Regions from separate parts of the Gossypium arboreum genome. Here region 1 is linked to region 2. A link is a contact called in public Hi-C data. All regions are on one chromosome and are shown on one strand. Each heading gives the region's core, a stretch centred on a gene start, on an enhancer-like site or on the middle of the called end of the contact. The rest is flanking DNA. Distances are from core to core; before and after follow the strand shown.

Region 1 (3,434 bases), core at 920-3,419, 280 kb after region 2:
TCTCTATGTTTGAAGCTTGCAATAAAGCTAGCACTTTTTTTTCTTTCGATTTCTAAGGATTCGAATTCCTAAGATGTAGTTAGCTTCACCAAAATCCTACATGCTAAACTATTTTGTAACTGCAGTTTAACTGATGACAACGTCCATACATCATTCCTAATGAGTAGCATGTCATCGACATAAAAAACTAGAAAGACCACATTTCCATCCACAATACATTTATAATGCAAGGTTCATTTACATTTTGCTCAACTCTAAAAGTTTTGACCGCTTGATGAAATCTTTGATTTCAGGAGTGGGACGCCTGCTTAAGTCCATATATGAACCTAAATAATTTGTGAACTTTATGCTTGTTACTTGAGAAAAGGTTTCCACGAGTGGAATGCCTACTTAAGTTCGTATATGGACCTAAGAAACTTTTAAATTAGATAGACCAATCTATGTGGGATCGACCCTACTTTGATAACAACAATTTAAAATTCCATTTTAGGTGTTAGACTTTTTATTTTTGGTGAACTCAACACCCATCATCAAATGTCCTAGAGTTTTTAATCATAGACCTTTAAAAAGTTTGACAAATGTAGATTCAGGCATTCAGAAGTTAAACCATTAAATATGCAATGTTTTGAAGCATACTTAATCTAGAAATGTTGCTATATATTTAAACTATACTATTATTTAAGTTCCTTATTAAGTTAGTATCATAAGTTAATCGAGCATCAATTCAGGTTAAAAATTATGAATTATCAAAATTTTAAAACAAAAATCATAAATAAGAATTATATAAATAATTTATTTTATTTTAAAATAAAATAAAAATTCATCCTAAGGATTTGAACTAGGGTACACAACATTCTAAAACATCAATTTTATCAATACAACCAAAAGTTAATTAACAAAATTATTTACATTTTATTATTTTATCAATAATTATTATTATTTTTAAATGCATTGTTTAATTTTATTTATTTTTCACCTGCATAATGATTAGGCTGGCTAGGAAGTTTTTAGGCAGCTATATATTACTTAGACTTGTTGAAATGCTAGGCCGACATCCAAATTAAATTAGTCATCCTCTTTTTTAAATGTAACATTTGGTATTCTATTTTCATATTTAAGACATCAAATAACAAGTTTCAGATTTAGTTTCAAGTTAAGAGTATATATACCTTAGTGGAAAATGTTAATCAATTTTAGTTAAGATAATATTTATAAAATGTAATATAATTGATGGATTATTTATTTAATGTAATAAAATAACAAATTAAGTTAAATAATTTTTAAGGTAAATTATACCCAATATCACTAAATTATTAGTAAGTTTATATTTTAGTCACTTAATTTCAAAAATTTACAAAATAGTCAAAGAATTGTTCAAAAGTTTTTATTTAAGTAATTGAGTTATTAAGTTTTTGTAAGCTCCACTAGTGAGCTCCAAGCGATGATTCGATAATTAGTATGGTGGATTAGTACCTATCGATTAGTAGAAAAACATATTTTAGATCTAAGTTGATCTAATGATTAGTGTCGGAGATTGAAGAAAAAAATTATTTAGATTTTGATTTATAATTTTTTTATAATCAAAGTTGTTTCATAAAAGAAAAGCTGAATTTTTTATTAGTGTAGGTGTTGCGAACAGAAAAGGCTTTACAACAATAATTTTAACAATTTAGTGACTTTAACTTTTGAATAGTTAATGACATTTTGTAAACTTTTAAAATGAATTATAAAATATAAAGTTACTAATACTTAATATTAAGTATAATACCCTAATTTTTAACCGAAATCTATGAATACTAATTAACTGGACCTACTATATGTTAATGGGATGGGATTAGAAGAGCCCACTTGAGACCATTGAAGTGAAATAATGATAAAATGGGCTTTCCCCCTTGTCTATTTAAGGCCAGAACCAAAACTTCGTCGCACCCTGAAACTATTTGCAATTGAGGTGTACTGTACGCGTAGCCAATTTGATTGCCATCACCAAACAAAAGCTTCATGGAAAATGTGAGTGATGTTTGTATCTTCTAGAGATGGTGAAAGATTCTGAGAGCTGGATGTTGAATCACGAGCGTAGATTGGACCTGCAAACAAGGATGAACTAAGAATGCATCGATGTGTAAACTTCAATATCCCTTCGATGATACAGTTGAAAGGTTGAAGGGTATAATTAGTCTCCAGTTTGTAGCTATCCATCGTTTGTTAATGTCTTGGGCCCTTTGGGCTGTATAATCTTTTGGATCTCAACCTTTATTATCTCATATTATACTATATACGAAAAAGTATTCAAACCACCTTATGCTTGATTAAAAATACTTACTTGTTTATGGTTTACTTATTAAATAAATTTTAAATAAAAGGATAACTTTACCTTTCATTAGTTATTTTTATTAATTTTTATCTCTAATATTTATATTCAATAATTTTCAATTAAAATTTAATTTTATTGAAAGCCCATTTTAGCAGAAAGAAAAGTAATTAGAATAGCTTTTTGAAAGCATAGCAATTTTCTAAAGGCACAACTTATATCATTTTACTAAAATCAAAACCAATTCATTGATACATTTGCAAGATAAATCACTTTGAAAACTTCAATTAGACTTACAGCAGAAAACAGTACCGCGTATCATTTGAAAAATCGTGATTCTCTTTTTCTTTTAGTTATCTCAAGTTAAGCGTTATTAAAAAGGAAAAGACTTTTGCATAATAAAAACCAGAAAGGTTCTAAAGATCTCAACAAATCATAAAATATCTAAAAATAAATTAAACCCAAGAAAAAGTCCAGAATGTCCATAATAACAACAACAACCAGTGAAATCCATAGTACTAAACCAAAATAGAATGTGAAACCCGAGCTCTAGAGTCACCATCCTATCCTAAGTCAGAAGATCACCTGAAACAAAGCAACAAAGGCATGAGCTTAAAGCACAATGTGTGATTTGGCTCATAATTTTAGTACAAACATACATATGTATCAGAATGTCTGATATAGTTTCATATCATATAATATTTTATACAAATCATATCTTAACGTATCATATCATATTGAATCTTAGCATATCATGTTATATTGAATCATAACATAGCATATTTTATCCTACCATATCATGCCCTACCCCCATCCGCTATACACTATCTCCGTCCAGCCAATCACACCATATAGGACTACAAGAGTCTATCCATCCAATCACACCAATTTGTAGCAATGTGCCACTCAGATATTTGCAATTGAGCTGCCATACAAAATTTGCGGTCTAGCTGCCATATAGCACTTCCTCCATCATATCATAACCCACCCTGAAACACAAATAAATCATAATCATATAGCATACTTACATATATCATAAATCATATGGCATACATACTACATATTTCATACAAATTATAACATAGCACAATTTAAAGATAACATTTCTTACTTAACATACCTC
Region 2 (3,698 bases), core at 120-2,619:
TATTTAGCAATTAGCATGAACAGGGTAAGAATATCATAGAAATGGAGTGAAGAGAATACCTTAGCTTTTGAGATGATCTTAACAGCAAGGGGTTGATCCTTAAGGTCACCCTTTTTACCTCTAGCAGAGCAAGTGTGACCAAAATGCCCTCGTCCTATTTCTTTTCCAAGTTCATACTTAGCTCCAAAATTCTTGCCATAACCAAAGCTCTTATCCAACGCTTGCTCCGGCTCAGTTCCAGGATCCTCAGGGATCGGTCCTTCCTTTGGCTTCCCGCCAAGACGCTTCAACAGCGACGCTTTTATGTGTTTGGCCGGCGAAGGCGGCGGGAACGGGCGCCGGAAGAATCTCCTAGGCGTGGAACCCCTTGAAGCCCTGGCCGGAGAAGGGGATACACCCGGTGGAAGCGGACTGGCAGTCACCCCGTGGGGGTAAGGGCTGGGCCATTGACTCTGGCTGGATGACCTAGCTGGAGTATGCTTAACTGATTGAAAATAATTAACAGCGCCGTTACTGGATTGCAGTGGCGTTTGCCCCCCAGGATCGGCTGGAATCACCTCTGTGACTGTTGTGGTAGCATTTGACGTCGTTTCATTTACTTGCGTTTGACTAACTTTGCCGTAACATTGCCCCATCTAAAGTCCCTACCGATCACAACAAAGTCAAAAGTCTACACATCGGACGGTTCCAGCATCCTTCCCTCCTGATCTGATTATGACAAGAGATCTGATGAGATAGAATTTTGAGTGAGATATGGAAGGAAAAAGAAAAACCCAGAGAGTGAAGCAAAGAGAAAGGAGAAGTAGGATAGGCTGTGGAAGCAAATTCTATTATTTATTTATTTATTTATTTTTTAAAAGAAGAAGAAGAAGAAGAAGAAGAAATGTTGAGTAATTTGGAATTAGAGACACTGACTGAATCAAAGTGTTTTCCTTTATTTCCCCAAAATGGGAGGGAATTCTTTCTTTCTTACTTTTTTCTCTGCGAGTTCTTGGAATACAGTAGTAAAGAATGATTACTAAAACACCCCCGCATGTCATCTGACGAATCAACACCGCCAAGGTTGTGGATCAAAACACGCTAACTTCACCCATTACTTTTCGTCTTAGATTGAAACTGAGATTTAAGTAAGAAAAAAAAAGAGGCTCTCTTTCTTTCATAACGATTATTATAAAGGCTTTTAGTTAAACCCAAAAGGAAAATAACAAACGAGGACAGCGTAATTGAAGCAACTGCTCTCCCTGGCCGTAGTGTAAGTGTTTACCAACATTAAGGCTCTACTTATTTACTCCAACATAATTATATGACCTGTAATCCAGGCTACATTTTTGGAGGATTTCTGTCGAGATTTCACGGCATATTTATAAAATTAAATAAATACATTGCCACCCACGTGTCTCAATCAAACAGGAGGCTATTCAACCACCATTATTTTCCTCACCTAATCCCCAACACTTTTCCTTTTACTTTCATCCTGCAACACCACACTTCTTCAATTATAATATTTAGTTAAATTTTGTAGATTTAGTTCATGTATTTTTAAAATTTAAATTCTTATTTTGACTTAAACAATAATTTTAAATTTAATTTTTTGTGTAAAAATAATAAATTAATATAATAGTATTATGTAATAATATATTTATAACGTCATATTTTAAAATTAATAAAATTCAACTTAATAAATTTATTAATTTAATAGTTTAATGACGACTAAAACTTTAAAATTCATAAAATACATTATTTCACCATTTCTTTAACAGTGGGTTATATACGATAACTTACCTCAGCTTTTAGATAATTGTTAAAAGTGTTGACTTCCCAAGTTTTTGCTAAATTCCTAAGTAAGCCCTTAATATTTTATTAATTTATAGAGTATATTTACATACGTTAAAATAAATTGAATGGGCTCCCTCAAAATAAATTCCATACTTTTTATTTATAACTTAAATTATGTGTTATGGATTAAAAATAACAAAATGCTACTAATCAATCTTTATTTTTAAACACTTGGAATGAATTAATCATCATATCAAGTTATAATAACTGAAATTAAAAAAATTTAGAGAATTTAATTGAAAATGTTATAGCAAGAACATGTTTCATGAAATTATTATTTTTAGATATTGTGATTGATCCTCAAAACTAAATGTGAAAACTCGTCATTGAATTATATATTTCAAAGTTTCTCAAGAAAAAGATTGTTGTTTGTTCCTATAATTATCATATTTAAAAAGTGTTAATTGTCTTATAGTTGTTTTTTATCATTACTAATTTAAAAAGAAAAGAAAGCGCGATAAAATTACCTAAATTTGAACTTTAACCATTGGTACCAACATTCGACAACTTTCTTGTTCAAACTGCTATTCCCACACATTAAAATTACTCATACATTTATGCACTGAAGTTGAGTTGGGCCAGTCTAATTTTTCCTAATTAATACGCTGAGTCATGAAGGAGACACATTAGCATAACATTGGCCAGACATGAAAGGGAGAAATAGGTTAAATTTAATAAGCATGGGATGGGCTTTGGTTTTTCTTCCATTGTTTATGGTGACGAGGAAATTGGATAAATGTTTCAAAGTCGCTGTTTAAAAGGCACCCGTCGATGGGAACCCTCCGTTAGGTAATTGAAACCCGACTAGTCACTCTACTTAGTTGGGCCTCGATTCACGACACTTCACCAAAACCAAGACCAACATTTTTATTACCTTGGTTTCTCAATATTTCATGCCTTTCTTTTCTTTCAAAGGAAATATGGTTGAATAATTTCATGAATTTATACAAGGTAAATTATATTATTAATCACTAAATGACAGGTAAGTTTTCATTTTGATTATTTAACTAAAAAAGATTACAATTTAGTTTTTAAATTATTCAAAAGTTTTTATTTAAGTCATTGAATTGTTAATTTCTTTTTTTTTTAAAAGAGTTTTACTAGTGACCTTCTAACGAAGATTTGACAATCGGTATGGCGAATCAGTACCCATTGAAGAGTAGAAGAACATACCTTAAATCCAAGTCAATTTGACAGTTAGTATCGAATATCAGAGAAAAAAGTTATTTGAATTTTGGTTCACAAATTTTGACGTCCAAAGTTGTTTCATAGTGTTATACATCGATGATCAGCAACCCGAGTCCTAGATAGGATCTGGGTCACCTACCCATGACCTGGATAGGTCCCACCAGATGGTTGAGTGTGAGGCGAACCGTGAAAGGACAACAAAGGGAGTTCATGGACCCAGTTCGCGGATCTAGCTGGCACGAACCAAGAGAAGGCCATGATCTTAGTTTACACGCGTTCAAGGAGCTCACAGAAGGGAGACTGCATGCTTTATAGGCGACCAAGGGAGAAACACGTGTCCAACAGGCCTGAAGGCCGCACGGAATGTCAGTACTAAGATCGGAAAAGACCGCGTGCTCCGCAAGTGACCCAAAGTGAGACACGTGTCCAACAGTATTAGGAATGATGGAGTCAAGAAAAAACTGTGGGGGTCATATCGTAAGCTGTAATAGCATATAAAAATGCTTGAATACTTCATTCATAAGATACAAGACAAAATTACTCAACAATTGGTGCGATGAACGTGGATAGACTTCCGATCATCAGATTTCAAAAAGTTTGATTTTCTTCTCTTTAGTTTTTGAATCGAAATGGCTCACTCAAATGAGAACCTCCCCTTCAACCTTTTGTCAAGA

The links. Hi-C and Micro-C count contacts between places; a contact is called where the count stands out from the background.
Region 1: a Hi-C map of leaf shows a contact between it and region 2, with 4 times the contacts expected there. The contact joins the enhancer-like site here to the promoter of LOC108453195 in region 2. A contact is called at or near these places in 2 of 5 Hi-C or Micro-C datasets (both in leaf).

The regions. Positions count from the first base shown.
Region 1 is chr7:75,527,197-75,530,630 of ASM2569848v2, forward strand. No RefSeq gene overlaps it. Among protein-coding and RNA genes, the nearest start is that of LOC128296142, 19 kb to the left of the region's middle. Within about 2 kb of position 2,170, at least 1 of the 2 cell types and tissues checked has an H3K27ac peak or open chromatin away from gene starts, as enhancers often do. A contact at or near this core is called in leaf, where this site is marked.
Region 2 is chr7:75,243,723-75,247,420 of ASM2569848v2, forward strand. LOC108453195 (CDPK-related kinase 3-like) reads right to left here and starts at 1,370. Exons shown (of 11, transcript XM_053030531.1): 1 at 60-1,370. The coding sequence starts at 635.